Regions from separate parts of the Danio rerio genome. Here region 1 is linked to region 2. Evidence: chromatin contacts called from public Hi-C data. All regions are on one chromosome and are shown on one strand. The core of a region is the stretch at or near the end of the contact, and the rest is flanking DNA. Distances in the headings are between cores, read along the strand shown.

Region 1 (6,523 bases), core at 2,833-5,332, 170 kb before region 2:
TTCATGAGTAACGACAATCGGTGACAGAGGACAAAAGAGCCTGGGTTGTCTTCCAAGGCTTTTGTTTTAATATTTCAAGGCGAATACTTAATTCATTTGGTGTAGGCATTGCTTCTCATTCAGTTCCTGCCTTAGTTTTTGCTGGACATTTGTTTAATTTGAGTGTCATTCCTTGCCTATATTATGTTTTCTCATTTCTGGAGGAGTTGTGCCCGATGGGGACGGAGGTGAAGAGTGTGATTTTTATATCCTAGACATAAATTGTCTGTTGGAGGAATTCTGATGCTGTGTTTTTCTTGGGATGCTAATTGTCAACAGTCGAGCTTTTCATGCACTATATACATATGAGCTACTGACACCAGATGTACACATTGGTGGTGGGTTATGTGATGGGAGACTGACGCTTTTGTACCTAATGAGAAATTTCATTTGGAGAAACTTGAAATGGATCATTATGGATTTATTTCTTCTTTTATATAGACCACCCTGCTCTTAGAGTACTAAATATTGCAGTGCTTGGGACTTGGTATCTGTAAGCCATCCTTTTCGGTTCATATGGCATAAAATCTTTAATTTTTTTTCCCTCCCTTTTGAAATTCTAAGTTCACGTTGAAGGGGAAAGTGGGTCTTTTGTCTTTATTTTGATGTACCCATTGTTTGAATAATTCTGTTGAAATAAACACTGCTGAACATATCCTAACACGGTGTAACATAATTTGATGCCAGACTTTATTACGTAACATTAAGGCAGACATAATATACAGGGCATGTGCGTAATTAGCTGCCGAGGTGTTTTGTGTGTCTTCCCTGAGCGATGAGTTTTCCGTTGGCCTTGTTGGTGAGATCTACTGTTGCGAATGCCAGAGTCCGTCCTTGTTTTAAAACCTGTGCAGTGATCAGGATGTCTTCTCCAATTTTAGCGGCATTCATATATCTGTTCAAATCAAAACAAATGAAAGAAAATGAGCAGTCTGTCCACATAATGAAGTAGAAAATTGGCTATTTTTTGCATTATTTTAATTTAAATCCAAGTAAAATTTCTACATTTCTCTATAGAGACATCATTAACAGGCTTCGCTGCAAAAATAAAAAAATCAACATTTGCACCATTGCAAGGGAAGAAATACAATGAGATATATATATACATAGCTAATGTTTTTCAGCCAATGATGGTCATCCGATGAGAGCTTTATGTGACTTTTCAATTTTATAAGGTTACTTTTACAGCATCAATGTTGAAATGTAATTCAAATATAATCCGTTAAATAGACTTCAGCATCTATTTGGTTGTTAATATAAAAAGAGACGAAAGACCCAGGTGCCGTCATTAGTAGCAAGCTAGCACTGAAACTCCATTAAAAATATTGGGGTAAATATAATTTCCATATTTTAAATACATTTTGTGGGAAAATAGATTTTAATGGAGTGCTTCTTGTTAAGACTGAGACCCACTTTATATTGCATCTCAGCCAGGCAGTGAAGATCATTTATTTATTTGCTTTTGGTTTAAGCTGAAAAATCGTACATGTAGTTATGGATTGTTTAGCATTTACACTAAATAAACTGGCCAAAATTACCACTATATATAATTGAACTTGATTAAATTTCTTGCATAGTTTTATTGTAGTTTTATTTGTATACTTCTATTTTAATAAAATATAACACAATTGTCAACAAGCAACTATTAAAAATGTATTTATTAGTGAATAATTCAAGAGATTTTTTACAACTGCAATCTTAAACCAGTAATGAAATGTTAAATCAGGGAAATCTCAATCTCTCTTATAAAACAAACAAAGAAATAAAGATTCTCACCTCATCCAGAATCATTCAGCTCTAGGTCCTTTTATAAGGTCACTAATATGTTCATCCAATCTAGCACCAAATACACTTTCTCTCCAAATAAGTAAATTAACCCTGGGATTAGGAATGTACACAGTTTGTCTGTTGAGTCTTAAATTTCAAAAACACAATTTTAGGCCTTAAAAGTCTAAATTAGCCTAAATATTGCCTTGCATCATTTGCAGCTGGAAGGGCATGCCCTGCTTAAAACATATGGCAGAGTAGTTGGCAGTTCATTCCACTGTGGTGACCCCTGATAAATCAGGGACTAAGTTGAAGAAAAATGAATAAACGTAAAGCTACCTAATCAATCCAACACTCATCCAATCAACAACAATACATCTCAATCAAACTTTTAGCCAAACTATATTCATAACCAATATCATAACCATCTGTTGTGTTTTTAAAGAGTTTTTTTTTCTATACAGCTAGGGTCTGCTTCTTTTGATAGAAAATTTTAAATAAGTACATTAAATACAAGAAATACCTCATTAGAATTAGTTTTTTGATGGGGCAAGTATATATTTTTTCTGATTGGCCATTAAAAAAAATCCTTGGCTTACAGTCCTGTATAAGTCTGAGTTTTCTTCTTCGTGGTCTTTAAAAGTGTTAGATTTAACTTGGTGAAACCTGCAGAAACCCTGGTACAGAGAGAGGATTAAATGGTAAACCTGAGTAAATGATGACAAGTGTCAAATGTGAAGCAAAACAACCCAGGGTTCAGTTTACCACAGGGTTACATTCAGAATGTGTGAACAGTAATATTAGTACTTCAACTCTTAAACCTATGAGTCCACATTTATTTTTAATTTTAATATAACAATAGTATTTAAACATACTATTTCTTGACATTATTAAGCTATATTCCAATTTTGGATCGTTGTTGGTGAGTGTATAACTAATAATATGTTGCCCAAGACGTCCCTGCACATGTGACGGTAGCAGAGATGCAGTTTTCCTGTACAGTGAGACAGACTCACGTTATGTTCATGTCCACACTGACTCCAGGAGCTCCTCTCTCACTGTACATGATGGCCATGGTGGAGATCATGTCCACGAGCGTGGCTGTCATTCCTCCGTGAAGAGTTCCCCCTCTGTTCGTGTGCTGCTCCTCCACCTTCATCTCACACACCACCTTACCGGGAGCCGCAGACAGAACCTCCACCTGCTCACAATATCAACTCAATATCACTGTGTCTGGTCTGGCAGGACCCTCAAGGAGAACCACAAACACTCACCTTACTTAAAACCCGGTCAAACCCAGGACTGTCCGCCATCGCTCTGAAGATCTGTTTGACTGCATTCAGCGTTAATGAAGCCATTACTGATTCTAGCATTAAGTAACAAAACACAGAGAAGGACAAGTTCACTATTGTAAACCGCTTGAAAGCTGGCCCAAGTTATACAAAATAAGAGTTTTGTTATTTTTTCGTCTTTGAACCCCTTAATTAAAAAATATATATATCTTATAATAGAAAATAAAGATTGTATACAAGTGTTTTAAAATTGCACTGCGTTCTTCTCAAACTAATTTCTAAGCGATTTGTAAGATGTGATGAACATTCGGCTTTTAGTTTGAAATAATGGATCTTTTCATTCATCCATCGGAGTCGGATCTTTGTAACGAACCCGCTGAACCGGTTTACGAAACGATCTGAATCAATCGGTGAAATAGAAAATCGATAATATTGTAACGGTGTTCGCGGACAAAGGCACTTGAATTAAATAACGTTTTCCATGTAGGTCATAAATATCGTCTAATTTATTTGCGACATCATGTCTACATTAAACCGAACTGCAAAACAAAGTGAATAATACATATTATTCGTGCATAAAAAGTTTAGAGAATGTTGTGTATTACCTCGATTGGCTATGCGCCACAATAATACAAGTGGTGCTTGCTATAAAAAGAATCAGTGAATCGTTTTACTGTTCAAAAGAATCGAGTCTTTCTGCACTACAGTTAAATTCTTCCGGAAAGCCTCTACTTGAACAACAATTTAGCAGAAACTCTATGAGCGCCCTTTTTGTGTGTGAAAATCAAACAAATAATACTTTAATAACTTATACAATTTATAGGGATTTTGAAGCAAGCCCAGAAGCTGTAAGATAATGTTAGTTTTGATTTTTCTTAGTATTTTTCACGGTTTCCACCCGGAATATTTTTTTGGCTGTACACGCTCACAGCCCGCCGTTATATTGAACTGTGAACATGTCCAACACTGTTTTGTCTGGTAATCAAACCGATCAACAAATGTCTGCTCTGGAGGAATCCAGGACGAGACTTTGTGATCAGTTTGCCTTTGTATCTGGATCGGACAGCGCCGTGGCACAGTGCTATCTAGCAGAAAATGAGTGGGACATGGAGGTTTGTCAGTAGGAACTTAACGTTACTTTACTCATCCTATCAACTCAGTTTATGGTTAAAAATTGAGTAAATTGTTCGTCGTTTTCCATATGTAAAACATTGCTGTTTTTTTCAATTGTGTTTGTGTATTTTGCCAGAGAGCTTTAAATTCTTTCTTTGAGGCTCATATGGATTCAGTCTTCGATGAGGAAGCAGAGAAAACTGAAGTGACTGGGAATAAGAGAAAAGATGTGAATTCTTCTGACACTGCTGAAGCTTCAGGGACGAAGAAGAAATTGAAGACGGACAATGCGGATTGGTATTGTCTCCATATTTATTTAGTATCAAACACTGCATTTGCAATGAATGTGAGTCATAAATAAATAAAAAATACATTCTAAAACAAACTAAACATTAAAATGATACAATTAAAGTGTGTCACGTTTAAGTTGTAAAATATAAAAGGTGTTTTACTGTTATTTACAGAAGTGATTGACTAAGTGGTATATATTGTGTAATGTATCAATAAATATCATGGTAAAGTTGGGTTTATATTCGCACATTTGTTTATTTAATGCTCTCTACACTGTTTACCACGCTAATCTGAATACTTGGCGTGAACTTGCATGAAAGAATGTCTTTAAAACAACATTAACACCATTTAATTGACAGTGAACAATGTTTTATTTTGATGGTCATTGGCTGCTATTATGATTTCCCTTTTTAGAATTCGTCAGAAATGCTTTTTTGAAATAATATTATTAAGGAGAAAGTCTGATTGAGGTAAAGTTGATTTTATATTTTCAGAAATTAGAAAAAAGTCTGAATGTGCGAATATATAACCAACTTTACCTCAATTTAATAAATCCTGTCATGTATATTTAGAACAAAAATCAATAACGGCACATTAAAATACTTACTTTATCCCTACTTAAAGGGATAGTTCACTCAAAAATGACATTTCTGTTTTCATATTATTCACCCTTTAACTCTTACTTGAGTTTCTTACTACTAGTAAAAACTAAGAAAATTATTTTGAAGAAAGCTGATCATTGGTATCCATTGATTCCATAGTATGTTATTCATGCTATGGAAAGGGTACTATCAGTCTGTTCAAAATGTCTACTTTTGTCTTCTCAGAAAAAAGACCCTCATTTATCTGCCCTCACTCCGGTGTCTCTCTTCCCAAATTTAGACAGACAGAAAAACTCTTTCCAACACATGAGATGTGGGGGAATGCTGCTTTATTCCATGCCACATTGAGTATGTTGAAAAAGAGTGTAATTACATTAAACGATATGCACACAATGAGCTATGCTTACCTATGTAGTATTTACATAACATTAATATCTGAGATAGTGTATAAATACAAACAGATAATAAGCTTACAGACAATGCTTCTACAGATGATGAGTGGATTGTAAGTGTCTTCCTGTAAGGTGTTCTTTTTAAATGAGGCAATACATTGATTATAGCTGTCAGAATGTTTCTATAGCAACAACAATTTAAAAGAAGCTCAATGACTTGGCGTTAACTTATGGTTTCTAAATATTAATATTTAGTAGATGATCCAGCACACTCATAAAGTCATGAACTCACTTTTGTAAATTTAATTTGATCCAGACAACAACATGTGATCTCATATTTGACCCAGTTTTTCCTTTTTTTTTGTGTACAGCATTGACTTGACAGCAGAGGAGCCCACCTGCTCTATTACTGTAAACTCTAAAGAAAATCAGGCTGAAAATGGCACAGCCAAATCTGAAGTGGAGGACAGCAAGCTATCCATCATCAGCTGGAATGTGGACGGTTTGGACACATTAAATCTTGCAGAACGTGCCAGGGGCTTGTGCTCATATCTAGCTCTGTAAGTTGATTACAGATGTCTTTTATTTTATAAATGAGACAGTACTGGAGTTTGGCTTGATATCTTCACAATTGGCAGGGTTGGATCAGTTAAGCAAAATCTGGTGTAATTTCTCAGTTGGTGAAGTTTGTCTGAAGTGTGACCACTAACAGAAACATTGGTGCATAACAAATAAGTAAACTGAGATCACTTAAGAAAAAAGGATGGGCCTCAGACCACTTCTAAATGAACTCTGGTGTAGTTTGACTGAAATATGAACACAACACGGACCAAATACTTGTAAACAAACCAAAAACAGGACTATTTTCAGCTATTAAAAGAACAGAATGCTCATTCAGACTAGTTTTTACAGTATTTAGTACAGGATTTTTTTTTTATCCAGACTAAATGAGCCAGGAAAACTGAATTACTAGTGTGAACTTACCCTTAGTTTCTATTTATGTGTTTATTTTTATAGATACACACCA
Region 2 (5,906 bases), core at 2,457-4,956:
TGTATATTTGATGAAGGTACAATATTGTATCTGCTGGTTTTAAAAAACAAAGGTACATTTAGGTTTCCAATGGTACAAAGCATGTCCCTAAGGTACAAACTGCAATGGTACAAATTTGTATTTTGTCTTAAGGTACTATTATGTTCCATAAAAAGGTACTGCCCCAGTGACAAGGTTTTTTATCTTCTTTGGTACAACATTGTACCATTTTTTTCTGAGAGTGTAGAGTACATCATTTTCTGAGCTTTATTTGAGATGAAAGTTTTTTTTTTTTTTGCTGCTACTCTAAATATTCTGTACACTTTATACTAAAGTTTTCTTCCCTAAAAATGTCATTAAACAAAAACTTGATGTTATGCAAATAAAAAGCTGGGTTAGACAAAATCACAATTGATTAAAATCTTGGAGTCTTTAAAGGTTTTGGTTATTGACAATCAATTTCCTTACTGAGAAAATGATTGGGCCAGTCTGCAAGTCAGAAGTGGCTTTGCTAACAATATATGAAAAAATAATCACAAGGTGGAACCTTTTTTTAAAGTGCCCCTGTTATTACTCCAAAGAAGTACAAACTACCTTAGTAACGATTAGCTTAATGAAGCACAATTTACTGTCCTTTCAATATGTTCGATCTCCTTTAAAACTGACACTGTACAATAAAATTTTACCAGCAAATTAGAATTAGTGAAGTAAAATTTATACATACAAAATCTGTACAATTTTGACAGTCTATCTGCGAACCAAAACGCTCATCTTCTCATTCATATCTTTCCTCCCTGTGCATCTTTTGTTTTGTTTACATTTAGCAGTGCCTCTTATTTAGGTGTAAAAAGGTGTTTTGATTTCTTCTAATGTTTAATATGCTTAAAAACCCAATATTATGAGGTCTAGGCCAGTGTGATAACTGAAAGAGCTTTATGAATGAAAGCAAAACATAAATATCAACAGCCTCATCCTAATGCAACAATCTCGAATAATGCAAATTTGCAGCTGGCTGAATCGGCATCAATCGACCGAGATATTTCAATCCTCATTTAATATCCCACAAAATGGTTTGTTCACTAACTAGCAGCGTGCCCTTGCCCAGGAAAGCAACGTTTTTGTACCCATCACATGGAGGCTGCGATGGTAACAATTTCAGCCAGATCGAGGCCCGTTCTTTTAGCACTGCCATCCGAGCTGTCGTCTAAGGACAATGTATGATATTAAACGGGCTGTAGTCTGCAACAGATCAACCCTCACTACTATACGCCCTAAATGATTCAGCACTCCTCCGTCAATCTCGGTTACCTCTCGAGCTCGGGTCCTGCTGGTACGGCGGAGCGGTGGGCGTGACGTTCCCCGAGTTCGGTGCCGACAACAGCGGGGAGCGTTCATCCATACCATCGGAGGCCATTATATCAGGAGATCGGCACAGAAAAACAACAGAAACAGCAGCAGCAGCAGCAGCGACGAATGGTGGTGGGCTCCGTCCGCTGCTCCGTCTGGAGGGGGCAGAGAGACTGTGAGCGCCAGGCAGCGGGAGCGGAGAGGCGGAGTTAAAGACGTCAGCGGGAGGATGAGAAATCACTGCCGGACGGACGGGATCTCCTTCCCTACTCCCTCTCCTCCTTCTGTGTCCACAGCAGCAGGATAGTATTTCCCGAGTCTGTTCATTTGACCTTGCTGCTAGATGTAGCTAGGTTGTTTGCTCAATACGGAGGAATTGTTTCTTTTCTGTGCTAAAGAAAACCTATCAGTTCCAGGAGAAACATTATTGGTGCATTGTTTTCATTTTTCAGTAATTTTCTTTTTAAATTTTGTCCCTTAAGTGACACATATATAATAAGCATTGTATAAGTGTATAATTTTACATTGTGTTTTGCACAATTTGAAAACTGTAAATATTGAAAAATAATCTTAAAAGTCCTAAAACACACCAAAAATGGCTTGGCTCCATAAAATAAAAAAAATATGATAAATTAAATCTCCTCGTCTAATCTCCAACCTTGTCCGGAGGTTTGGAATGAGCCCCACATTCTCTGCTCGTTCTACACCTGCACTGTGGAGAACATCCTGTCTGGCTGCATCGCCACTTGGTATGAAAACAGCACCAGCAGCAATTGCAAAGGACTATGATTGTGCAAATGTGGATATATTTAATTTATAAGCCTAGCTCTCCAGACAGACAGACCGACAGATGGTCGGACACACGGACGGACGGATGAACGAGCAGACAGATAGACAGAATATGTTGAAATATGGGACATTCTACCAAAAACATTTTCACTTATAAAAACGTGACAGGGCCTGACTTAAGCTTGTCATCCTCAAAAAAATCAAACAAAAACAAGCCTAAAATCATACAATTCAATGATAGAACGCATCCTTGATCACTGTCAGTTTTTCCTCCTTCAAATGATGTCACTTTCAAGTCATAACCTTAAACGTGTATTGCACACGTTGTTAAATTTCATGCAAATGTGACAGGACTGACAGAAACATTTGGACAATTGTAAATGTATTGGTGTTTTATATTTGTAGTATTTTTTTGTAAAATTCATTAATAACTTTGTTTTTAATAAATTGATTTGAATGATAACAACCTAAACTTGCTATTTCTTTTGTATTTTTTATAGCAGGTTTTAGCATTACAAAACTATTAAAGCTGTAGGTTCAATTGGGATGAGGACAAGAACAATGACAGGGTTCTTAAAGTGTTTATAATAAAGAACAAAGATCTGAGAACTTAATGTATGACATATTCCTTTACAGACCAACTCGCAGAAATCAACCATCAGTCCATTTTAGAAATTGTTGGAATTAAAACAGTTTTTATTCGCTGTATTTATGTTTTTATTTCAGGGACAGAAAATGTACGTTTCTGGTAAAATGTCACATAAATAGGCTATATCACCAAAATACAGTGGACACATTCCATACAAACAGATAAATGCACATGTTAGATCTAAAATATTTTATACCTTTATAAGTCTCTTTCTTAAGAACCATTCAAGTTTTCACATACACAAACCTCACAGGAAACGTTCTCTATTCTTACATTTATAAATACTTAATTCTGTGTGAGCAGTTTTTTTTTTCTTGTGGGGTACAATTTATCCTGATAATGTTTACTCAGCTTAATAAAAATAAATACGTTGAGTTACAAGTATTATACATAATTAGGTTATGCAATATTTATAATACTGTAACGACATAGTAACTACATCAAGTGGTGGTCAAAATTATTTCAACGTATTTTTACCAGATAAAAACTTTTTCTATCTAATGTGTCAGCAGAAAATATCAGTTTACATTATCAAATTTGTTTTTGCTATTAAGTAATTCAGTATTTTCAACGCAATGTTATTAAAAAGAAGAGGCAGTACAGTGGATTTTATTCTCACTTTAATGTAAACATTTTTAGTTCACTGGTAATAAACATCTTTATTATTATTCTACAACGCATTTTTTGTACAGTTTAGTTCCGCAAACCTACTAAAGTGAAGGATGTTCCAATTAATATTTATTACGTAACTCGACGTTTGTCAAATATTCGTTGCTGATTTGCTATAAGGGACACTTTGTGGGTGGATCGTATTACGTGATTGGATGCCAGGCAACATTCAAATCTTAATATTAATGAGCTGATCTCTTCGCCGTAGTGTTTTTGTCCAGGCATGGAAATTAAACGACGTACACACTGCGCATGTCGCAAACAACAAACCGCAACTGCATGAACGCTCATCTAAACTATTAAATTCAGGTAAGAACATAATGCTTTATATAAGACAGGTCAATTTTAATTTGTGCTATCGTCTTTATCAAATGTTTCAGAGTTGACTGTCCTGCTGCCTTTTTGGCCTGTTAGCTTTGTTTTTAGCCACCCAGCCAGTAACGATGCTCGAGCTCTTGTCACGGCCTACCAATGGCTTCCTGTAATTTTAACTCCGCATTTTCTTATAACTAAAAACTCAAGACATAATCTCTCTCAGGTCTATCAGCAGTCATACAAAACGAAGGATATCTGTGTGATTATGGTCAGACATAACGTACAGGCGTCGTGTGGACAATTTCTCTCATGTTAGCACGTTTCCGTGTTTATATTGAGATAACGTTACAGCGCTAAAGCGATGCTACATTTAACATTACATATTTTTCTTTCGGTCTCAGCTGAGATAGGGTCTTCTTTGTTTTTTATCGAATAATTCCATTAAATGCCCTTATCGATGTAATTGTAATAATGATTCTAATTTCTTTGTTAAATATTTTAAGTTACCCAGTATGATCACTTGTTGAAGGTTCGTTTAAAGTCTATTTAGTTCTGATTTAATTTTTAATGTGAGTCCCTTTTAAACATTGTATTCTGTTTAATACTTGAACTTTTATTAGCTAGTTTTTTATGTATTAGTTTGCTATTAATCATAATGCATAGCAGGGAATAAGCCTGAGGAAAGTGAGTAATCATAATGCGTTCAAAATGCATTTCACTTACTAAGTTAACGTTTTTAGTTTTGCTCTATATATACTTTAATATATATATTTTAGAAATAAAATTGTATTTAAATCTAAAAAATAACTTACATTAATGGAATGGAATTAATTTGCATTTATTTATGTTTTGATTAATTAATTTATAACTTATTTATAACACATTCATGTACGCATAGACATCATCTATATACTATATAACTGCAAGTTAACTATGATTATATATAACAACTAACTATTAAAGGCTGTTAGTTACTAGTTAACTAGTTAAAGTTATTAGTTACTAATAAAGTCGTGGTAACTAATTACCATAACTTTTTAAAAAATGATTGCAATGGAATAATGTGCACCTTTTATAAAGCTGCTTTGAAACAAACAATAATCTTTGTGAAAAGCACTATACAAACGAACTGGAATTGAATAACCTAATTTATGAACTATACATAAATCAGTTGTCGTTATAACAAAACATCATGACAAACATTGCTCTGTGAAATGTAATGAATACAACAAAGTAAATTTGTTACTTGCTTAAAAAACATTTTCAGGTTATAAAGGTTTATACATTTTCAGGTTATAAAGGTGCACACACTGAGGAAGACTTTTTGCCGAAACGTCTGTCTGTTATCACCCGTAAAATGTCAGAAAAAGTAAAAATAAAAACAGTACGAAGCAATTGAGTGCGAATCATTACCTTCTTTTGAATAATAGTAACGATAAGATTAATGCACCAAACCAAAGAAGTAACTAAAAAAACCGCAAGCGCGCAGGACAAACTTCAGTAACTCTGCACAGGTTATAAAGGTTTGTCATTAGTTGTTGTATATTTCTTACCAACAAATTTCAGCCTAAAATGTGGAGGGTACAGGGAAAAGACTAAATAACACACACACACACACACACAAACACACACACACGCGCACACTTTTTAACACTGAAAAAAAAATTTAAATACACTCACCGGCCACCAACTAAGCAGCCGACAACTCTGCAGCAACTGCGTGATGGCATCATGTCAATAATATAGACCAAATCGCTGAAAAAATATTTCAAGTACCTTGTAGAATCTATGCCATGAAGAATTAAGTCAGTTCTGAAGGCAAAAGGGGGTCCAAACCGGAACTAGTAAGTTGTACCTAATAAAGTGGCTGCCGGTAATTGTATAATAGCCCCTTTCACAAAGTGTTACCGGTAAATATCCGGAAAATTTCCGGAACGACTTTACCGGTATATTGAAAAAAGCGCTGTTCACACAGGCGAGGACGTTACGGAAATTTTCCGGAAAAGAGCATTCACACATCCATTCCAAAATACCGGTAAATTCTGACATCATTCACCACAAATGAGCTTTAAACGGCTGCCCTTGTATTTGTAAACATTTGACTAAATTACAAACTCTGTGGATGATCAATATTGTGAACAACTTTCGCAGGATCACT

What was found. Hi-C and Micro-C count contacts between places; a contact is called where the count stands out from the background.
Region 1: a Hi-C map of hematopoietic stem cells shows a contact between it and region 2, with 1.6 times the contacts expected there. The contact joins the promoter of tdp2b here to the promoter of tmem106bb in region 2. A contact is called at or near these places in 2 of 18 Hi-C or Micro-C datasets (hematopoietic stem cells and an unstated tissue).

What each region holds. Positions count from the first base shown.
Region 1 is chr19:34,024,306-34,030,828 of GRCz12tu, reverse strand. tdp2b (tyrosyl-DNA phosphodiesterase 2b) reads left to right here and starts at 4,082. Exons shown (of 7, transcript NM_001079703.1): 1 at 4,082-4,210; 2 at 4,348-4,508; 3 at 5,868-6,056; 4 at 6,514-6,523. The coding sequence starts at 4,097. It overlaps acot13 (acyl-CoA thioesterase 13), which reads right to left and starts at 3,164. Exons shown (of 3, transcript NM_001080803.1): 1 at 3,072-3,164; 2 at 2,823-3,007; 3 at 708-934. The coding sequence starts at 3,164. The coding sequence ends at 778.
Region 2 is chr19:33,855,884-33,861,789 of GRCz12tu, reverse strand. tmem106bb (transmembrane protein 106Bb) reads left to right here and starts at 3,706. Exons shown (of 8, transcript NM_001045052.1): 1 at 3,706-3,742. It overlaps pip4p2 (phosphatidylinositol-4,5-bisphosphate 4-phosphatase 2), which reads right to left and starts at 1,441. Exons shown (of 7, transcript NM_001045112.3): 1 at 1,288-1,441. The coding sequence starts at 1,393.